Regions from separate parts of the Zea mays genome. Here region 1 is linked to region 2. Evidence: chromatin contacts called from public Hi-C data. All regions are on one chromosome and are shown on one strand. The core of a region is the stretch at or near the end of the contact, and the rest is flanking DNA. Distances in the headings are between cores, read along the strand shown.

The links. A called contact is a pair of places that touch in the nucleus more often than the background predicts.
Region 1: a contact with region 2 is called in a Hi-C map of leaf, with 4 times the contacts expected there. The contact joins the promoter of LOC100285435 here to the promoter of LOC100193673 in region 2. A contact is called at or near these places in 2 of 25 Hi-C or Micro-C datasets (ear and leaf).

What each region holds. Positions count from the first base shown.
Region 1 is chr5:219,819,540-219,824,831 of Zm-B73-REFERENCE-NAM-5.0, forward strand. LOC100285435 (DNA-3-methyladenine glycosylase) reads right to left here and starts at 3,997. Exons shown (of 6, transcript NM_001158328.2): 1 at 3,535-3,997; 2 at 2,923-2,994; 3 at 2,709-2,832; 4 at 1,847-1,917; 5 at 1,699-1,756; 6 at 1,094-1,584. The coding sequence starts at 3,834. The coding sequence ends at 1,418. It overlaps LOC100273180, which reads left to right and starts at 4,682. Exons shown (of 7, transcript NM_001352076.1): 1 at 4,682-4,948; 2 at 5,034-5,221. The coding sequence starts at 4,756. TRNAS-GCU (transfer RNA serine (anticodon GCU)) reads left to right here and starts at 558; the gene lies at 558-639. TRNAS-GCU (transfer RNA serine (anticodon GCU)) reads left to right here and starts at 777; the gene lies at 777-858.
Region 2 is chr5:219,598,325-219,603,639 of Zm-B73-REFERENCE-NAM-5.0, forward strand. It overlaps LOC100193673 (Adenine nucleotide alpha hydrolase-like superfamily protein), which reads left to right and starts at 1,923. Exons shown (of 4, transcript NM_001138766.1): 1 at 1,923-2,132; 2 at 2,250-2,359; 3 at 2,933-3,051; 4 at 3,150-3,465. The coding sequence starts at 1,955. The coding sequence ends at 3,240. LOC100191348 reads right to left here. Exons shown (of 10, transcript NM_001136782.1): 6 at 4,879-4,968; 7 at 4,711-4,768; 8 at 4,527-4,640; 9 at 4,250-4,347; 10 at 3,741-4,143. The coding sequence ends at 3,939.

The DNA.
Region 1 (5,292 bases), core at 2,747-5,246, 220 kb after region 2:
ATAAGTAAGGGGATGTTTGGTTTTAGAGACTAATTTTTAGTCCCTCCAATTTATTCCACTTTAGTCATTAAATTGTCAAATATGGAAACTAAAATAGAGTTATAGTTTCCATATTTTGCAATTTATAGACTAAAATGGAATAAAATAGAGGGACTAAAAATTAGTCCCTAGTAACCAAACACCCCCTAAGTTCCTTGATAGTCTAATGTTGAGTGAATCTATCAATATTTAATGTGCATCGTGCATTGAAGAAATTACAACAAATCACGCCAAACAAATTAATTTTCCAAAGGTAAAAATGAGTTCTCCGTGGTTTTCTAGCGAGAACCTGTGAAAAAAGACGGTTTCAAAACGTTAAGAAGCATCAGATTTCGGTGATTTTGGATCGGTTTCTTGTTTTCTGCAGTGGGCGAGAAATTGGTTTCTAAAACGGTAGTGCCGTAGTGGACGGTAACCCACTTTTGGTTTGTGGTGGCACGCTTGAGCGCTTCCACTACCGAGGACGGGTGAGGCTATGTTACGTTGTTAATATCAAGTGACATATCCTTATACATGACGACGCTTTGGCCGAGTGGTTAAGGCGTGTGCCTGCTAAGTACATGGGGTTTCCCCGCGAGAGTTCGAATCTCTCAGGCGTCGTTTCTATTTTTCACCCATTTTTTATGTTAACTTGCAAAAAAACCTCTTTTTTTGAAAATTTGTGTTTTGCTAGTATCCAGCAGGCCAATTGCAATTTACTCTTATATGTTTAAATATTTCTTTTGCTATCATAAAACGACGCTTTGGCCGAGTGGTTAAGGCGTGTGCCTGCTAAGTACATGGGGTTTCCCCGCGAGAGTTCGAATCTCTCAGGCGTCGTTGCTGTTTTTTACTCATTTTTTATGTCAACTTACAAAAAACTTTTTTTTGAAAAAAAATGTTTTGCGATTGTCCAGCAGGCCAATTGCGATTTGCCCTTGTTTTTCCAGATTTGCGACCACTATGGTATGGTCGCCGATGGCACGCAACCGTGACACAGCATAATATGCAGGACGATCTACCTGCACTCGAAGATCATGCACCATAACATGAAGGCGAAGAACATGCTGGAGGACCGAAAACGGAGTGACACAGTTCGATGTTTTGATTTGAGTTTTCTAGGACAACGGCTATTTCAGGAAAAAAATAGTTAATTGACTCTTATTTACTTCTCTCTAGTCATCTTTCTCAGCCCTTCAAACACACTCCACGCTTTTAACATTTGAGAATGTTCGGCCCGGGCACCCGCCCTCGTAGAGTTCGTAGGCCTTTTTGTCGAACACACTGTGATACATTTACAAGAGCCAGTTATAGGCAGCATTCCGAAGTGTCAAGCAAATACAAACACATGGCAATTCGGGTTGGAACGGGACTCGAACGGTTCCTGTTCAGACACCGGTCAGTAGCGTGGCCGTAGCGTGTTTTTGGGGGCGCTGATCCACGGCGTGCCGGCAATCGCGAACCTCCACGGCGCCGCGACATGCTCGGGAGACGCGTACTCGATGCCAACGCGGGGACCAACCAAAATGCTCTCCGGCTCTGGCCCGTCCAGTACCTCCAACCCACCTGAGAGATTGAGATGGAGGGAGGAAAAACAAATCCATCGTTTGGGTGAAATGGATAAACCAGCGCAGCAGTTTCAGGCCGTGGTGAAGGTCAGTCAAGCTCAAGCAAGCATACCAGGCGCGTAGAGAGGATGGTTCGACCAGTCAGTGGATAGGCCCAGAGCTTGTCCAACCTGAATACAGTGCACAGAAATTTTAAGCTAACACAGCTGTGCAGGAACAGTGAGAAAACAACACTTGCAGCCAAGCGAAGAGGCACCTACCTTTCCTGGTCCCGTAAGTAGGATCGGTTTCTCGGTTTGTTGACCCCGGCGCCGCTGAATAGTTTCAAGACCTGAAAGAGTTTCAAGAAATTGATCAAAGTCTGGATTGAAATACGTTATGCTAGCTTACCATTGACAAGGCAAAGAGACAGTTGAACTACGGAAACATAGTTTTGACTGCCAGATAAAGGAACTACCGGCCATACAAATATTTCAGGAAATTGATTGGTTTTGTCGCATTGGACTTAAAAATATGATAGATACAAGAGCTGTGATAGAGCAAGACATGCTGAAATCACCAAAAGACCTTCTGGCAGTAGGCTAAGGAAGCTCCAATTTACATCAGGAGCATGCGATTCAGTTAGTAGAGTTGGAATTTGGGACAAAGGTTGTACTCTAGTTGTCCAATCCACGAGGTTTATTTTACTTTTCTGCCTTGAGTTGAAAGCGACATGGAGAATGCATTGTTGTGGATATTTGTGGGCAAAGATGATCAACGCCTCCTATATTCCTCCTGATCACATAATTATCTAGTGCTACAGATTTCCATTTTCCTCTTCTAGCTACGCAAAGGTAAAAAAAAAGGTAAAGTTAGTACAAAATCTTTGTCACAGGTTGCAAAAGTGAAGCTGTTGAAGAGAGCAGTTTAGTTTGGATATATAGAAAACGAAAAAGACCAAGATCCATGACCGGCTCCAGCATTAACCTAACATGTTGCATTCAGCTGCAATTGTCAGACTGTTGATGAATGCCACACAGTAGCTATGCTATATCTTATGATCCTAGGAAAATCCACAGATAAGATATTCGCTCTTTATCCAATCAGTGCGAAGGTGATGAAGTGCTATTTAGCAATACATACCGCTAACTGGAGAACATGACCGGATCAAAACGGCAGCACCAACCCCCTCTATATCGGCAACCACATTGAGCATCATGTGAAGTCCATAGCACAGATACACATATGCATGGCCTCCCGGTCCAAACTACACACAAAGGGCCACAGGTTTTAGCTCACGCTCAAATCTCAAAGCCTCGAATTTGGCAAGCTCAGAAAGCATAACGCAGGATCCTACCACTGGAGCTGTCCTCGCTGTGATGCCGAACCGGCCATGGCATGCGGAGTCATTTGGCCTATAAGCCTCCACCTGAGATTTCATGAAAATTCAGAACGTTGTAACAGTGTGTATCCATTAGTTTAGCATATATAAGGTATAGTTTGACAACTCTATTTTCTAAGGGATTTTTATTTTCTCAAATTAAAATAAACTAATTTATTTTAGGAAAATAGAAATGCTTGAGAAAATAGGGTTGACAAACTAGCGGTGATAATAGATCACTATCCAAATTTTTCTTCACGATTCATTTGAGCAATTAATTAATTATAGTTCAAAAAATGAATATAAATAAAGTCTAATCCAAATACGATCTGATTCTTAGTTTGAGCCATTAATTAATTATAGTTCAAAAATGAATATAAATAAAGTCTAATCCAAGTACGATCTGATTCTTAAGTTTTACGGTGTAAAATTTAGACCTCATTGCCACCCTGCACATCACATATAAGAGCAAAAAATTTTGCCAGATAAAGATAGGTGCTACTACATAGCAAGGGTACCTTGGAGCTATATCAGCAGAGTAGAATCTTGGCCGTAAGAAAAGACGCGAGACTTGTGAAGAAGACAAACCTCGGTGATGCGGAGGACAACCTCATCGCGCCGAAGGAGCTTGCCGAGGAGGCGGGGGGCCAGGTCGAGGGCATCCACCTCGAAGAAGTCTCGCGGCAATGCGCGCCCAACAGGCGGCACCGCGTCTAGCCCCACCGATGCGGGAAGCAATGCCCTCGCCAGCGCCGAGGTCCCCGCCGCCTCGGCCTCGGCCTCGCCCTCTCGGCCACCGGCGGCGACGCGACGGGTTCTGAGCCGCGACTTCTTCCCGGGCGAGGAGCGCTTGAAGCTTGGGCGCTTGGGCGCGCCGGAAGTGGTCATCGGCGATCCGGGGCTTGCCGGGCTTCAGTGCTCGTTAAGGGATGCGTGGAGTTGACGGTGGAGATGCAATGGAAGAATCCCATGGATGCCAAACTATTGCGGCGAGGCTTTCTTGGGAGGAGGATAGGGAAAGACAGACGGCAGCAGCACGGATTGGGCTAATTCCGAATTCAATATACTGCGGCTGCTTTCATAGAAACGGCAATAGAAATGTCAACGACTAAGGACGATAGCATCTTCAACTAGCCGTGTAAAACATTATTTTGACCTATAGAACGTTCAGTTTTATCATAATCTGGTGTTTTTTTTAGAAAGCTATAGCTAACCGACCTCTATTTAGCTTATAAAAAGAGATCGGCCCAACTTTCAAGCCTCCCACTTGGATTCTCCTAGACACACGAACAGACTCTGAATGTTTGAGGGCTTTGACCCTGCGGTATCCGTCAACTAGCTTCTTGATGCCTGCCTCGTACTATATTCTAAGGGGTGTTTGGTTTCGAGGGACTAATTTTTAGTCCCTCTATTTAATATCATTTTAGTAACTAAATTATCAAGTACAGAAATTAAAACTCTATTTTAGTTTTCATATTTAGCAATTTAGGGACTAAAATAAAATAAAATTGAAAGGACTAAATATTAGTCCCTAAAACCAAACACCTCCTAACTATAAAATATCCTTGACTTATTACTAAAGTGACTTGTTTCTAGAACATTGTAGGTTACCACTAAAATAGCATAAACTAGAATTCCAAACACCACGACCTCACATAAAGGTCCTCCAAAAGATCAAAATTGCCCAAGCAGGTCCCGTAAGCGAAAACCAAAACTGTTCCCCGTAGATAGAGATACACATACACACCCGAGAGGGCGACGAAACAGACAGCCGGACTCAAGTCGACGCCCGGCGAATTGCCCGATACTATGGAGGGAGACGATCGGAGGGCCCCGCTGCTGGCGGCCGGCGGCGGCCGTCCCCCGTCTCTGCGGCGCCGTGACTCGGCGCGGTCGCTGCGCAGCAGCTTCCTGTCGCGGCTGCCCGACAAGGTGCGCGCCGGGCTCGACCCGGAGCACCTCGCCGACGTCGACCTCTCCCGCGCCAAAGGCATGTCCAGAGGTAACAGACTTGCGAGGTCTGAATCTCCGATCCCTCGTCCGGTCACCCCCTCTCCTACCCCTTCGCCTCTCCCGGCCGCGTGCAGGTGTGAGACAGTACTACGAGAAGCAGCTCGCGACCCTGAAGACCTTCGAGCAGGTGGAGGCGCGCTGCATGCCCGGCGAATTCGATTCGGATGTCGAGGCCTCCGACTCGGAGGACGCGGAGCAGAAGCAGAGCGAGTTCGCCATGAAGATCTCCAACTACGCCAATATTGTGCTGCTGGTCTTCAAGGTGCGTTCAAAGCGTAGCTCTGGTTGTGCAGTCGCAGTCTCGAGTCTTGTAGAGTGGGACGACACATGGGT
Region 2 (5,315 bases), core at 673-3,172:
TAACGTGTCGGAAACTTATGTGCATGCGTGCATACGATACGCGTTAAATGAAACGTACGCGGCGTACCACATGGGTCTGCTGCTTACGTGGCGACGAAAAGCTGGCAGGAGTTGATGGTCCAATTGTCGACAATCCCCATGGAGATGTTTGGGCCTGCACCGGCGAGGCGGCGACGGCTTGGAGGCAGGCAGCCAGCATCCGTCTTCACCGAACACTATGGGGTATATATAATCCTATTTAATGTGATGTCTCTTGTTGGGTTTCTAAGAATCTAAGTGAAAAAATATAAGAGACGGACTCTTCGTAAAGAGTCTATCTCTTCACGAAGAGTCTATTTTTTCACGACTCTTTATACATGTTGTCTAATAGCTGTACTTATTATCTAAAGTTTTAGGGTTGTATTATACAGTTTTTTTAGTTATCTCTGTATTTTGAAAACCGAATTGGGTCTCAGGGGTTGACTGACATGTCTGTGTCGTCTGATTCCCACGGCCATTGGACCGAACGAGAGCCAACGAGATTTCATCCTACACAGTCCAGTTATCTGAAACTGCCTGCCTTAATGTGGAGGCCCATTCGATGGTTTGGTCCAGGTAGAGATGCAAGTGGTTCGTGGACTAGCCCATCTGTATCCCAGTCCCAGGGCCATGTGGCCTTGATAGGCGGTCTTTCTTCATTTGTTGCCGCGTCTAGTACGAGACAGCGCCTGCCAAGAAAATGTGGTACTGTTGGTCTGTTGCATATGAACCGGTCAGTACCATTGGTGTGTGACTAGACAAGAACTACAGGAGATTTTTTATTTGTGTTTCTTCTATTTTTGTTTTCTCTCTGCTGGCGCTATCGACTAGTATTAGGCTGTTGGGGACAACCGGTCCTTATTTGCAGTTACAACAGATCGTGTAAAATAGCAGATTTATATGTAGAGTGAAGTTTAAAATAAAGGATAAGGCATAGGATATGATACGATACGGTAGCTGTAAGAGACAGACTAACGTATCCTCGGATCAACGGGTATACGCTGTCATCCATACGTACGCACTGAACGCGCCTTTTCCAGGCATGTTTTGCGGTAGTATTTATTTATGCTCACATACTTGCCGAGACAAAGTTGACCAAAGCATAGATATGCAATGCACGACATCTTCGAGATGATCACTGAACACGCAAGCCTTTGCCTGCAGGTGCTAGCCAAGGATCGAGAGGTGGGGAAAAGGTCAGGGTATACGGTTCCATCCCAGCACCAGCTTGCAAACCCATCCCACCGGCCGGCCCGTGGTTTTAGCCTTGGCTAACCTCAGCAGCTACTACTGATCACGAAGCCACGTCGAGATCAACATGACGAACTGATGAACAATGAGGCAAGCCATATTCTGTTAAGAAAGCGAGAGTCTCTAGTTTGGTTTTTTGGATACCTCTCTTCCAGTTGAATTCAATGTGATTGCCCACAGGAAAGAGACCTGGCTGGGCACTGATAGATACCTCACGAACGACTGCTGCCTTCAACAAGTAGACTTGGAGACAGAAAACAGCCGAGACGCTTTACAAATTTGGGAGTCTTGGACCCAGCCACCGCTTCTTGGGCTTTCTAGACAGGTCGAGAGAGAGGCTCGGGGATGTTTACCAGCGCCATGATTAGCATGTGCAGCTGGCAATGCGCTCCCAATCGTCAGAAACCAAACCGACTCGATTACCTTTCGCCTCATCAGGCGAATAAAGCCAACCTAGGCTCCTACGAGTTGGATGCCAATTGGGCGGGATATTTGGCTCGACTCTGACTCCGACTCCGACTCCGACGATCTTTTCAACAACCTCAGAACAGAACCCGAACTCTTCCCAGGAACACCCCTATATATATAGCTGCCTCTGCGCCTCGGCCTTCCTGCACCACCTTCCTTTTCACAGCCTTCGTACACCGGAGAACCCCGCAAGAAACCTGCAGCAGGTCCGCCAGGCATGGCTGCCGAGAAGCGCACCATTGGCATGGGCATGGACTACTCGCCCTCCAGCAAGGCCGCCGCGAGGTGGGCGGTCGACAACCTGATCAAGGCCGGGGACCGTCTCGTCCTCGTCCACGTCCTCCCCAAGGGCGTGGACTCCAGCCACAAGGAGCTCTGGAAGACCACCGGCTCACGTAAGTACAACCATCTGTCGTCGTCTTTCCACTTCTTCTCTCGTCTCCATCGCAAAGATTGTCGGATGACAGCGCCGTTGATTCTGTTCCTCCTTTTTTTTCTCCTGTAATCTGCAGCTTTGATTCCTCTCTCGGAGTTCATGGAGATGAACCTGCAGGCGAGGTACGGGCTCAACCCTGATAAGGAGACACTGGAGATCCTGCGAGCTGTATCCAAGTCCAAGCAGGTAATACTTCAAGGGTTCTGCTCTGCTAGATGGTTAAGCTAGAGGATGAAAACTGTATTGTTGCATAACAACAGAACACATAGTTTGCAACTGATACAATGCAAAGTATTTTTTGTATTGAAAAAAGGCGGCACGATAGCAAGGTGTCCAACAAGAAGGGAAAAAATCCACTCAAATCCTCATATAATCTGTGTTGTCGGAAGTCAGGTCAAACATCATGAAACCATAACCTCAAATTTGATCAAGTTTAGGGTAGCTGGCCAGCCAGGAACAAAAAAATGGACCGAACACTTCCCAACTACTGTATTAAACAACCTGAAGAATTAGTAAGGGTAACTGACCAGCGGACATATGAAAACATACACCCAATAGTTCTCCTGATTTTTATATTTGGGTAAGGCTGGCTAAGGCAACAGCAACAATGTAGAAGGCACTTTTGAAGGTTACCTGCAACCTGCCTTTCATGGATCCAACTATCTACAGAATTATTTAATTTTGAAGGCAAAAAATAAAATAATATTGTATCAAATATACTATTTAGTAAAAATGTTGCTTCTATGTCGGCTTGATCAGGTGGAAGTACTAGCAAAGGTTTACTGGGGCGATGCAAGGGAGAAACTCTGTGAGGCGGTAGATGATCTCAAGGTGGACTCCTTTGTGCTTGGTTGCAGGGGCTTAGGGCCACTGAAAAGGTGAACATTTCTAACCTCTCGTCGGTCAAACTACGAGTGCTTAGTCTTTGGCTAACATAGCTCCCTAATATTTTACATTTCAATGGATCTCAATACAGGGCTCTCCTTGGGAGTGTCAGCAACTATGTAGTCAACAATGCAACATGCCCGGTTACAGTGGTGCGCGGACCAACTGGGTTGAGTGCCTGATCTTTTCTGTTTAATGTGGGGCTTTTGTAGTGCAAGGATCATTTAGTACAACTGGGTTGATGTCGTTTGTGAGGATGGTGTGTTAGCACTTAGCTCTGGTAATTAGCTTCGGTGTTATTACTTGACATCTGTTGTCCAGTTGTGATATCTGTGAATTTCATCTATTAAATCTTATCTACATATATTTATGCTTTTCTTTGTGAAATTATGTAAGAAAATTTCTACATACTATATATATGACTGTGTCACTGGTGAGTCTGTTTTTATCTATGCGCATGACAAGGCTTCCCCTACTAAAGATCAATGATTAATTCATAGGTTTCTGAAGAATGAATGACAACAAATGTAGAGGCTTTTTTTGTACAAGTTATTTTGGTTCTTAACTGGAAGTCAGGAAATAAGTGGACCCTACAGGTTGGCACTTGGTAGCTGCTTTGTTGAGGGCCCTAAAGACCTACTGACATGCAGGTTTTTATAGAATAAAGCTATTTGGCAGAAATGACACACAAACCTCCACATAAAAAATATTTATTTCCAAATGGCAGAAAGATGTGCTTTATTCTTAAATTGCATCAGTGTTCTATACAATGTGAACCATCTATTCTGCATTTTCTTGCACAAATTTAAGAGTAATAACTCTGTAATGGATACAATGTTTGCAAGAATGAGCCATCATGGAATCACATGGACCGTACTGATCAGAACATCTTACCAGTGCCATCTTTGCGTGGAACAGAATCTTCAAGATCCATTCTGCGCCAGCTCCCAGCCAAAGATGACAACTGGTCAGCCTTATCATACAACCCAAGAAGACCACCTGTGTGGATAAACAGAACTTTTCGACCTTTCCATTTGGCTGGATTGCCAGCCATGTCTTTTAGCAAACCATAAACCGCCTTCCCACTGCATTAAAATGAAGCATGCATTTTTATTCAGTTTATGACTAGCAAAGACCAAAACATAGATCCGCGTGCCAAATCTATTTCATTGATTCAGACATAGGTTGCACCTGTAGACTGGATCAAGGACAATGCCTGTTGATGCAGCTATGTCTTTGACAAACTTAAGCTCCTCAGCTGTGTTCATGGCATAGCCTAACCCCTTAGCCTGTCAAGGAGAAGTTGAAGAGAATGCCAAATGCTAATGTACTGATCAAAAAAATTTATTATGAAATGTAGTTAATATATGTAAAAACAAGTTGAGACAAGCCACTGCAGATGAACCTTTTGGAGTTAGCACACCAAAATGATTTACTATAAATAATGAAAATTCTGAACTGCACTTACATTTTCCATGCTAACTATATCATGTGAATCGAAACCAGAATTAAGTCCATCAATCAGGCCTTGGACATAGTCATAGAAGTATTCAGGGTCATCACAAACAGAGAATGCATGAACCTATCCAGCAAGAGGATATTACTCGGAAAGTTCAGTGTCAGATAATATAACAGACAAGGGTAGATCATACTTTTGTATTTAAGCTGCTCAATCTGGATCCTAAAGCAAGGCCAGCAATGGTTCCACCACTGCATGAAGTTAAATATTGTCCGACTATAAAGCAATGTCTTGCAACTTTCAGAATCTAGGCATGACACAACAAGAACTGTACACACAAAATTACCCATAAGAAGTATACCTGCCACATGCAACAACAATATCATCAAACTGAACATCAGAAGATTGCTGAATTTGCTGCTCAATCTCCCTTATTGCCTCAATATATCCCCTGAACAGTAAGATTTATAAAGATCAGGCTGCACTTTCTAAACTGAATTAATTTGTTTAAAAAAACTGACACAGCATGTGCCAGACTATTTGAAGTCCAACGCTTTACAGCACGTAATCTTGAATTCTTATTATTTTATTAACTCTGACTCAAGGCCCATAATAAATTATGTAATATTTACACACATGGGAAATTCTTACATTCCACTAGCTAGCCAGTATACTGCACCACACCAATATTGAAATGTCTTATACGTTATCACATGATTCAACATCTAATCTATACATATCCAGGGGCAGGGCTAGGATATTTTTAGGGGGTGCAAATACCCCCCCCCCCCCCAAAAA